Linked DNA regions of Sus scrofa: region 2 is linked to region 1. Evidence: chromatin contacts called from public promoter capture Hi-C data. All regions are on one chromosome and are shown on one strand. The core of a region is the stretch at or near the end of the contact, and the rest is flanking DNA. Distances in the headings are between cores, read along the strand shown. Region 1 holds the start of TAF4 (transcription initiation factor TFIID subunit 4). Region 2 holds the start of MRGBP (MRG/MORF4L-binding protein).

Region 1 (5,675 bases), core at 962-3,461:
CCGAGGGGACAGGAGATGGAGCGTGGGATGGAAGACGCTCCTTGTCCGCCTGCACCGGCTGCACCCCCGCGCCCCACTGATCACAGGGCACGTGCCCCCCCCACCCTGACTCCAAGGTGATGAGGACCGGGGTGACCCGATGACACGGTGGAGGAGGACACTGTGAAAAGTGACACTGTGGCTACGGGAAGTGCTGAAGCACGGCTGCAGAGCAGACGTGAGGCAAGGGCTCCGACCAGGAAGGGCGTGAGCCCCAGGACTCCTCCAGGCTCCCCTGGGAACCCTGCCATCCTGGCGTCCAAAGGGAAGCCAGAGCTTTCCAGGCAGACCTGCCCAGCCTCGTGGAGGGGGCATCTCTGCGCTGAGCTCGCCAGGAAAGGGGGGTCCCTAGCTCATCATCAGGGGAACCAATCACAGCCCAGAATGATAAAACACAGGAAGGTAGAGCAAGGACACAGACCAAATGCCTGACCCCAGGAACCAGGAGAGGCAAAGGCCCAGCGTGGGAAAGCCAGGGGCCCGGTGAGACCCCAGCGAGTTGTCCCCGCAGCACCGGCTGCCACTGCTCCCCACTGTGGGGACTGGGCAGCGGCACACAGGGGCCGGGAAGCCGGGAAAAGTCCCACTGGCCAGGCCGAGAGCCTGGCAGAGAAGCTTGGCAGCCCTGCCCCAGGTCCCATCGCATGCACGCTCGCACTCTCTCTCTCACCCCGGGACTGTCCTGAGCCTGGACAGAGGTGTGCCTCCGCTCGCGGCAGGCCACTGCGAGACCCGTGCCCCCCCGCGTCCCGCCAGCCCTGCAACTTCCTGGACTCCCAGCTGGGGCGGCACACACCCGCCGGCAGGCAACGCAGCCACTCACCTGGGGGCAGCTGGAAGTTCTGGACGTTGGTCGGGTTCTGCGGCGGCTGCGGCAGGCGTGGGGCTAGGACCGTGGGCGTCAGCGTGGCCCGGATCCCGCCGGTGGTGACCGAGGGCGTCCTGGGCAGGCTCTGGGTCACCGCGCTGGCCGAGCCCTTGGGCAGCCCGGTGGGAGTGCCGGGGGCCGGCGGCGGGAGGCCCGCGGCGGCGGCGGCGGGCAGCGCCCCTTGCATAGTTGGCCCGAGGATCATGCCGGCCCCCGCGCCGGCCGGGCAGCTGGCCGCCAGGGTCTGCGGCGGCGGGGGCGCCGGCTGCAGCGCGGTCTTGGGCGAGTCGGCCTTGGCCACCTGCGCGGGCGCGGCGGCGGGGCCGGGCTGACTGTTGGCGGCGGGCGCCGGGGCGGGCGCGGGCGCGGGGGCCGAGGCGGGCGCGGGCGCGGGGGCCGGGGCGGGCGCGGCGCTGCCCCCGTTCTGAGCGGCCGCCGGGGGTCCGGCCGGGGGGCCGGGCGGCCGGGCCAGGCTGGCGGCGGCGGGCGGCGGCGGCGGCGGGGCGGCGGCGGGCGCGGGGGCGCGGGGGGCACGGCGGGCGCGGGGGGCGAGGGGGCGCGGGGCGCGGGCGCGGCGGGGGCGCCGAGGAAGGGCGGCGTCTGGATGACAGTGGCGGCGGCTGGCTTGGGCGGCGGCGGCGGCGCGGGCGCGGGCCCGTTGTGGAGCAGGCTGACAGCAGGTGCGGCGGCGGCGCGGAGCGAGTTCCCCAGCGCGGCGCTCCCATTCAAAGTTTGCGCGGCGCCGGGGCCGCCGGGCGGGCCGTTGCGGGCGGCGGGCTTGGCGGCGGGCTCGGGCGCGGCCGCGGCCCCCGGCGCGCAGGCCCCGGCCGCGGCGCCCGGCCCGGCCCCGGCCCCGGCCGCGGCGCCCGCGCCGGCCTCGAGCGTGTTCAGCTTCGCGGCGGGCCCTGCGGGAACAAGCGGGCAGCGCGGTGAGGACACAGGCCCGGCCGGCGGCCGCCCGCGCTCAGGCCGCGCCGCGCTCTACCTGCGGGGGGCGGCTCCGGCGCCGCTGCGGGCGCGCCCTCGGCCGGCACGGCTCCGGCTCCGACATGGTTCCCGAGCGCGCCGGCGGCCGCGGCCCGCGCCTCGGGCGCGCGGGGCGCGAGGTGGTGGTGGTGGGCCGCGCTGGCCGCCAGCTGCGACTCGAGCGAGCCCACCAGGTCGCTCACCACTTTCTCGTCCACCTCGCTGTTGAAGAAGACCTCGTCCAGCAGATCCGAGCCCGCCGCCATCTTTCCTCCTCGGCCCGCCGCCGCCGCCGCTCGGCCGGCGCTGGGCGGGGAGGAGGCTCCGCGCGGGCAGGCGGGCGGGCGGGCGGCCGCGGGGGCGGGCGGGGGGCGGCGCGCGCCGGGCGGGGCGGGGGCGGCGGTCGGGCGGGGGGCGCGGGCGTCCTGGCGGGGGGAGGGCGGCGGCGGCGCGCTGCGCAGGCGCGGCGGCGCGCCCGCCCCCGCCCGCCGCCCGGCGCCTCGCCATTGGCCGCGGCGCCCCCCCGCCCGGCCGCTCGGCGCCCGGCGATTGGCCGCGGCGCCTGCTTAAAAGGCGCGGCCAATGGCTGCGAGCGGCAGAGGACGGGGCGCGGGGCGGGCGGTTGGGGTGCGGAGGGCGAGTGGGCGGCGGGCTCCGGCGCCGGTGGGCCGGTAGGGCTGTGGGGGTCTCCGCCGCCAGGCGGGCCGCATGCCGACAGCCGGGAGGATGAAACGGGCGGGGACCGCGGCCGGGGCCTGGTGGGGCGGCGGCCGCGATGACTCGCTCTTTGTCTCCGCTCGCTCCAAAATGGCTGCGGTCGGAGCTGATGGGAGCTCCAGGCAGGCGAGGGAACGGGGACGCCGTGTTCCCCGGACCCCGGTGCCCCTTAGCGCAGCCGCCGTGACTCGCAGGGGCAGGGCGCCTCGGGAGGGCACGGGCGAGGTCCGGGGCCCGGGGCCGCCGGGCGACCTGAGCGCCGGCGCCACTGCTGCGGGCCGGGCGCGGGCCCGTCCTCGGCTGGCGCCCAGGTCTGCCCGAGGCCCGGCGTCTCGCGCGGTGAGGCCGCTGCTCGGGCGGCGGGGCGGGGCGGGGGGCGGCGCCCAAGGCCGCCGGAGCCGCGCCAGGGTGACTCACTTCATCCGGCGGCGCGGCCCGGGACGCGAGTGCCCTAAATTACTGGGTGAGACGGCGGCGCCGGCTAGGACCCGCAGCTCCTGTAGGGAGCCGTCCGCCTGGAGCTGCTCCTCGGGTCCTTGTTTTCCGCTCTGTCCTTTTGACAAAGTAAGTTGTCGAAAAGAACCGTGCGAGCACCTTCTCTATAAAATGAGTTCAGGTAAAGTTCTCTCCTGTGTTTTTTGTGTTTTGTTTTCACCGGAAGATGGTATTCTGGGACATCCCTAGTGGTTTCTTTTGCTCCGCTTTTTTGGGGAAACCCAGAAAGGCCTCCCATCTCCGGCTCCTGCGGGCGAGGCCGCGCCGCGGTCGCCCAGACCTCCGCACAATGAGGGACGCTGTTGACACAGAAGGGTTCTTTTCTGGCCGCCTGAACAAAGGAGCCCGCCGGCCCCCGCAGGCCCAGCTCGCGGGGCGGGTTCTAGACAATGAGCGTGGGGCGTGGAGCCTGGAGAGGGGCTTCCCCGGGGGACGCAGCAGGGGGAATCCCTGCAGAGGGAAAGTCGGGATATTGCACCCCAGCTTGGGTACCCAAAGACGGGAAAGGAAAGGAGTGGAACAGACCTGGGGTGGGGACCTCGCGGCCCCACTGCGCCTTGAGCCCAGCGTGGGCGGACAGCCTGGTTTTCCAACCAGAGCAGAAATGTGCAAAATCTCCTGAATCATGCAATCGTCCAGTGTTGACAACCCCTTAAAAAAGGTTAAGGTAGACCGAGCAAAAGCGTCAGCAGGCTGACTTCAGCCCCAGGCGCGACCTGCGTAGTGGGGAACCGTCTACGCGCTCAGATGGGATCGGGGGTAGCGCCAGGCAGATGACTGCATGCCCGAGACGGCAGGGCCGTGAGACTGCGGACGAGGTGGCCCCTCACGTCCGCCCCTCCAGCCACTGAGCTTTTCAGCCAAGGGGGCTGGTGGTGCCATCTCCGGCCACGCCTGTTTCCCCACGGCCTTCTCCGGAGGCCTGCCAGGGCCCCCCCGCCCGCCCGCCTCGCCCCGTGAGTGCGTCCCCCGCCACCGGCCTCCGCGGGCGGGGCTCAGCGTGCGCCACCCCGCGCGGCTGTGACATCACCCCCAGAGGCCTCCGGGGCACCCTCCAGGCCAGCAGGAAGTGTAGGAGGTGAGGCGACGGTGCGCCGCCGGTCCCCAGCGCCCCTTCCAGGGCTTCGGTGCCCCCCTACCCCCCCTCAGGAAGGTGGGAGCTGCAGACAGCTGAGACGGCTCCCCGCGGGTGGCCGCAGCAAGGCTCGCCCTGGGGGGGGGGGGGCGGGGGCGGAAGCCACGTGGCTCCTCCCCTCCTCCTGGTGGGGGGCGGGGACGTGCTGCCAAACTGTTAACCTTGGGTTCCCTGGGGACGTGGAGCATTTTCTTTGAACGTCTCCGAGTGGTTTTACTTCTTTCCACAAGCAGCTGCGACTTTTGCCGCTTGAAACAAAAATCCCACCCAGCATGAAAAGAAAACAGGGACTCGAAATGAGCGTAAATATAAGCCCCGGGTTTTAACACAGAAAAATGTTTGCCGTACCGCGCGCAGAGCGCAGAACCCCGGACAGGGCCGCCTCGCCACCTGCAGCCGTGCGAATGTGCAGCACCGGGAGCTGTGAGGGACGTTTAGGCTTATTAAGCAGGGTATGTTTTCAATAGAATAGAGACGGCATCAGACGCTCCCATAAACATAACCTGCTGTGTTCCTGCCGTGATGCAACGTGGATCCGCGGTGTCTGGGGAGCGCGCTGGGACGCAGTTTCCACTTCCCGGCCGGGCTCCGTGGGTTGAGGATCCGGCGTTGCCCACAACCTCGGCTTAGGTCTCGACTGCGGCTCCTATCAGTTCCCTGGCCCAAGAATTGCATATGCTGCGGGGCGGCCGATAGTACTAATAAAGAATAAGGATAAACCACGGGTCGATTTCAGTGTTGCTCTGGCTATGTGAAAGCTACTCAATGTTTGTTATGTCACCGATGCTTTTGTTGTCTCCCAGAAATCTTCATAATAAAAGAATTTCCAAAAAAGACTGTCAGCTGGTGGCCCTGCCCTGTCCCCAGTCTTATTCACCCGGCCCCCTGCCCCAGCGCTGCAGACTGGGCTGTGTGTGCAGGGTCAAGTTTGGGTCCTCATCCCAGAGGGCAAGATCAGGAAGGCAGAACCTTCGTAAAGGCAGGTTCATTGGCTTGTTAGGCGGGTCATAACGTCACCACTAACGGGGTTGAAATAACAGAAAGTGTATTGGCGGGAGTTCCCCTTTTGGCTCATCGGGAATCAATCTGACTAGAATCCACGAGGATGCACGTTCGATCCCTGGCCTTGATTAGTGGGTCGGGGATCCGGCATTGCCGTGAGCTGTGGTGTAGGTTGCAGACATGGCTCGGATCCTGCGTTGCTGTGGCTCTGGTGTAGGCGGGCAGCTCTAGCTTGGGTTGGACCCCTAGCCTGACAGCTTCCTTATGCTGTGGGTGCGACCCTAAAAAGCAAAAAAAAAAAACGTTATTGGCACGGTTCCAGAAACCAAAAGCCCACAGTCAAGGTATTGGCACTGTCACACACCTCTGGAGGCTCGAGGCGAGGAGCCGTTCCTGCCTCTTCCAGCATCTGGCGCCCCAGGCATGCCTCCCGACTCTGCCTCTGTAGTCACA
Region 2 (5,675 bases), core at 1,020-3,519, 530 kb after region 1:
CATACATTATGCATCTGCTTTAATTATTAAGTAAAAGGGCACATTGACCAGAAGAACAAAATGTCCGTGCCGGAGCTCCCGCCGTGGTGCAACGGGATCAGCAGCAGCTTGTGAGCACTGGGACGTGGGTTCGATCCCTAGCCCAGAGCAGTAGATCTGGCTTTGCTGCAGCTTAGTTCGAGGCTGCAGCTCAGATCGGATCGCTGGCCCTGGAGCTCCATACGCCACAGGGCAGCCAAAAAATAAAAAAAAAGGAGTTCCTACTGTGGCTCAGTGGTACTGAGCCCGACTAGTACCCATGAGCATTCGGTTTCGGTCCCTGGCCTTGCTCTGTGGGGGAAGGATCCAGCGTTGCCGTGAGCTGTGGTGTAGGTCACAGACGTGGCTGTGGCTGTGGTGTAGGCTGGCAGCTGCAGCTCCAACTCTACCCCTAGGCTGGGAACCTCCATAAGCCACAGTGCAGCCCTAAAAAGCAAAAAAAGAATGTCCATGCTAAAGACACAAATTAAGCGCCCCTTCCGGGGATACCAATGCCCTCCTCCTTCGATGATAAGCCCCTTCCCAGGCGCCAAGGCCCTGGGGTACGTCACGGTCTGTTTGGTGTTTGTTTGTTTACTTTGGGGACTTGTAGAAATTTATCCCAGAGTTAGTTCATGTTCTTTGTTCTGACAAGATGCAAAACTGTGCTGAAACCCATGGTCTCTGGGACAGTCCCTCAGAGGAATCTGGAAAGCTGTCTTCTGGGCTGTAGTCCTCCGTTTGGCTCAAATAAAACTTTTTTCTACTCTAATTATTGCTTATTGATTATTTCCCCCCCCACACACACACACACACCGGGAACTGTAAGGAGATTAAAGGGAAAGGCCTCCATCTGTTACACCTCGTGTGTGTAAGTGGCTTGGGGCTTCCTCCCCACAGGCAGCAACCCTGAGGTGAGCCCAGCTGGCAGGTCAGAGGGAGGGGAGGAGACACACCTGGCAAGAATCCCAACTTAGGGAGTTCCCTTTGTGGCTCAGCGGTTAATGAACCCAACTAGGATCCATGAGGATGCGGGTTTGATCCCTGGCCTCACTCAGTGGGTTAAGGATCCGGCGTTGCCATGAGCTGTGGTATCTAGGTTGCAGATGCAGCTCACACCCGCTGTGGTGTAGGCTGGCAGCTACAGCTCTGATTCGACCCCTAGCCTGGGAACTTCCATACGCCGCAGGTGCAGCCCTAAAAAAAAGCAAATAATAATAATAATGGAATCACAACGTCCAGCCATAACATGGCTCACAGGACGGCCGGCTCTGCTGACCGCGTCTTCCCACCTTGTGGGCACCAGCATGGGAAGCCGGGACTCAGGCTCTGAGTCCACCGGGAGGTGACTGGCTGGCCAGAGCCCACACGGCCAAGGGGCAGCGCTCACCGCTGTGGCTCCAAATGTCTGCTAAGACGCCCGAGCCTGTGCTGGGGCACCCAGAAACCAAGCCCCATCAGTAACCCCACTGCACGGAGGAGGAAGCTTAGGCCTGAAGAGGTCCAGCACCTTGCAGCGCTCACAGAACTAGCAGGTCGCGGAGCCGGAAGAGGACCCGGAAGCCCGACGCGGGAGTCTACACCCGGGAGGTGAAGAGCGCTCGCGCGTTGGGCAAGAGCCCTGGCACCGCGGTGGGCGTGGCCTAGCGGAGAGGGGCGGGGGGAGCCGCGAGGGCGGGGCCGGGCCGGGCCGGGGCGGAGCCGGCGGCCTCCATTGGGTGCTTCTTTGAGTTCGTCACAGGACTGCCAGGCCAGACTCCGCCCAGGCCCCGCCCCTCCGTGGGGGTTAACCCCGCCCCCTCCGGCCTGGGCCCTCCTGCCCTTTAGGCTGAGGCCCGCGGTCAAGGCGCGGGGCCCAGACGCCTCTGCCCCGGCGCGCGGGGGCCGCTCTGTTCCACACTCAGGCCAGAGGTCAGCCAGGGGCTTTTGAAGCCCTTGGAGCCACACTCGCGGGCATTGTCAGTTGCCTGTTCTTTTTCTTCCTAGCAGCTTTACTGAGGTGTAACTTGCAATTCCTCCATTTAAAGCGCACAGTTCTGCGGGGTTTACCCAGAGCTGTGCAGCCATCGCCACAACTTAATTTAGGGCGTTTACATCCTCAGTCCCTCTCATCCTCCTCAGGCTCCGACGGCGCTGCGCTGAGAGACCTGGCCGCCAGGGGGCGCCGCGACCCCGCCCTCAGCTGCGCCTGCGCCGACTCCGCGCGCGAACCCCAGAGCGAGCCCGCCGAGCGCGCGCCCGCCCCGCGAGTGCGCCTGCGCGGAGCCCGTGGCCGCGCCCGCTCCCGCCGGGGGCTCGTCGCTGGGCGGCCGGGCCATGGGGGAGGCCGAGGTGGGCGGCGGTGGCGCGGCGGGCGACAAGGGGCCCGGGGAGGCAGCCACCAGCCCGGCCGAGGAGACGGTCGTGTGGAGCCCCGAGGTGGAGGTGTGCCTCTTCCACGCCATGCTGGGCCACAAGCCCGTCGGTGAGCGGAGCGCCGCGCCGAGGCCGCGCACCCGCGTGGGGGCGGGGCGGCCGGCAACGGCCGGGGGCGCGCGCGGGGCGGGCGGGGCGGGGCCTCCTGCGCCTGCACCCCTGCACACCCTGCCCCCACCTGCTCGCCCCTCCCCGGCCTGCTCCTTGCAGTCCCCTCCCCCGCTCGACTTTGCCCCCTCCCGCCCCCACCCCCCCACGCCGGCCGACCCCTGCCTTCACCTGCACCCCTGCCCCCTTTGCTCCTCCCCCACTGACCCCTACCTCTTCCTCTCCCCCCTTGTACCTGCCACCAACCCCATTCTACCCCCGCGCCCTCCAAGCACTGCCCCCGTCTCCCCCTGCGCCTTCTCCCCTCTCTTCCCCTTGACCCCCACGTCTGTTCTCCAAACTACCTGTCTGCCCCCACGGGCTGACCCTTTCCCCCTGCAGGTGTGAACCGGCACTTCCACATGATCTGTATCCGGGACAAGTTCAGCCAGAACATCGGCCGGCAAGTGCCCTCCAAGGTCATCTGGGACCACCTGAGCACCATGTACGACATGCAGGCACTGGTGAGCTGGCCCCCACCCTCCCCCAGACAGGTGGTGGCCGAGAGCCCCCTCCGTGCGCCTCCCTGCGTCTACACCAGGCCCTGTCCTCAGGGAACTTGACGTCTGGGCTGCCCCGCAGGGGACCAGTTGTTCAACAAGGTAGCTCCGAGCAGTTTTACAGAAAACACAAACCTAGTGACGGTAGCTGGTTATCACATGGCACCTACTTGCAATTGAGGGGTCAGTTAGGACCTGGCCAGGAGACGACTGAGGAGCTGAGGCCTGTGGGAGGGGCTCTGAGGCCATTGTCAGTCTTACAGAAAGTCCCAGAGTGCTGTAGGCAGGGAGGTGGCAGGGTCTGAGTCAGGTTAAGGTGACACTGGTGACTGCTGGTAGAACCAGGCAGGCAGGGACCCGGGCCTCACGGAACCCCCCCTGAGCCATGTCGTTAGCGGGGCAGATGAACTAGGGGAACAGGGTGGCCAAAGAGACCAGTGGCGTTCCCAGCAGAGGAGCGGCAGGTGTCAAGGCTCTGTGGCAGCAGGCGTTGGTGCATCAGAGGACGCAGAGGAGGCCAGGGTGTCTGGAGAGTGGGTGGGAGCCGGGTGGCAGGTGCCCGGTGAGGTGGGAGCCTGTGCTGGGTTAGGGAAGGCTCCATCTCCCCTCACGCCCCCAGGCGAGAATTGGTGCGTGTGGGCAAAGGGGGCAGCAGACCCCCAGCCGTCTGGGTCCAGAAACCTCACTGCCATTCCCTCCCTTTGGCCTTGGGCGTGGCACTCACATCTCGTCCTGGTGTAGGGAGGAGAGAAAGGTGACCACTGTGTCCTGGGACCAGCGCCTGGCCTGCAGTAGGCATTCTAGAAACTCGAGAACTGGCCGCTAAACTACACCAGGCCCACCCAAAGGGCCATGCCTGCTGGTCAGGGCCTTGCCCTCCGTGAGTTCCCGGGTTCCACAGCTTGACTGGGCTCGCATACCTGTCACACTGTGAGGTCACCTGGCCCCCAGGCACGTCCTGAGCCCTGACTGCTGGCTGGACCCAGAGATCAGAGTGGCAGGGTCCCCGACCTGGGGGAGGCAGATGGTTCTTAGGCACGCTGCTGGCCCAGAGGATCCCATGGCTGTGACCCCAGCACAGGGCCCACGTGACACTCAGGGAACTGCAGCGGGGGCACCCAGGGCTTTCAGCCCGGGACAGTGGCCCTTCTCTCTTTTCCTCGCACCCTAGCATGGCTGTGGGGCTGACGTCACGGTCACCTGGGGCCTTGAACCCCACCCGCAAGGTGCCGTGGGCGCAGGAACCCTCGGGTTTTGAAGCTCCTCGATGCCGATCAGCACGTTTACACGCTGACCGCCTGGTGATGAGCACGGCTCCCGAGTGTCTCCTGATCGCCCCCAACCCTGAGTCCCTCCTGCCAGCTAAGCTCTCCCTTCGTCCCATGGGCTGCGTCTCCACCGTCTCTGTCCGGTCCGGCAGGTGCGAGCTGCCAGCCAGGTGGAACACGCTGAGCATCGGCGGTGCCTGCTCCCCTGCACTCACCTGCTTCCCACCCCGGTGGCCCGCCCACATGGGTGAGACGGGAGCCCCATGGCCTTTCTGCAGGGTTGTCACGGCCCTCGGATCGCGTGCTCCCGGAGCCTGCACAGCCGGGCCAGGCCTGCGGGACAGCTGCAGCCTGATTCTGGCCCTGCAGGTGTGCCAGCAGACTGGGCACCCTGGCCCCATCTCAGGTGACAGTCAACCCAGAGTCTTCCCTCTCGTGACTGATGCTGGTGGCTCATGCTGTGGTTTTGCCTTGTCTGGCTCCGTGTGACAAGCCCAGCCCCTCGTAAACCGTAGAAGAGAAAGAAACGGCCTCGGCCCCCTCCACCTGCCCACTGCAGCCTCGAGACCGTTACCTGTGTTTGTTGTTTGCTCCTGAATTTAAAAGTCACGTTTAAGAGCTCCCTGGTAGCTCAGTGGGTTGGGGATCGGGTGTTGTCACTGCAGCGGCTCGGGTTGCTGCTTTGGCTCGGGTTTGATCCCTGGCTCAGGAGCTTGTGTGCGCCACAGATACAGCCATAGAAATCACATTTTCTTCTTTGTTTCTTTAAAAAACAAAACATACAAAAAAAAAAAAAAAACGCCCTCTTTGCCGTCAGCATGAGTCTGAGATTCTTCCGTTCCCAAACCCGGAGAGGAACTTCGTCCTTCCAGAAGAAATCATTCAGGAAGTCCGAGAAGGTGAGACTCGTTCGAGGGCAGTGGCCCAGGGGGAAGGTCACGAGCCTTGGGGAGCTAGGCTCCCCGGCAGGGTGGTGCCCGGCCCTCCTGGGGCGGGAGGCCTCCTTGAGGTTCGTCCTGCCAGCGCTGCCGTCTCCCTGCAGGAAAAGTGACCGTCGAAGAGGAGATGAAGGAGGAGATGAAGGAAGACGTGGACCCTCACAACGGGGCCGACGACGGTAAGGCCGGGGTGCGCCCTCCCCGGGCACAGGGCGGCCCGGCCCCTGCACAGTCAGGTGGACGCGGGAGCACAGGGCTCGGAGTGAGCTGGCAAGGGCTGCCCATCCGTCCAGGGAGAGCCCTGCGCGGCCAAGACCGCGCAGACGGACCTCGTTCCCTGCGGGGCGGGCACGGGTGTGGGCACGGGGCGGCACATCCTTGGGCTGCCG

What was found. Promoter capture Hi-C pulls out the DNA fragments that hold promoters and counts their contacts.
Region 2: a promoter capture Hi-C map of liver shows a contact between it and region 1, with 5 times the contacts expected there. The contact joins the promoter of MRGBP here to the promoter of TAF4 in region 1. A contact is called at or near these places in 1 of 5 promoter capture datasets (liver) and 1 of 2 datasets of contacts at active chromatin or transcription factors (alveolar macrophages).

The regions. Positions count from the first base shown.
Region 1 is chr17:61,527,752-61,533,426 of Sscrofa11.1, forward strand. It overlaps TAF4 (transcription initiation factor TFIID subunit 4), which reads right to left and starts at 2,212. Exons shown (of 17, transcript XM_003360050.4): 1 at 1,849-2,212; 2 at 1,442-1,846; 3 at 863-1,439. The coding sequence starts at 2,139.
Region 2 is chr17:62,056,132-62,061,806 of Sscrofa11.1, forward strand. It overlaps MRGBP (MRG/MORF4L-binding protein), which reads left to right and starts at 2,270. Exons shown (of 5, transcript XM_021078245.1): 1 at 2,270-2,482; 2 at 2,923-3,044; 3 at 5,166-5,247; 4 at 5,391-5,465. The coding sequence starts at 2,335.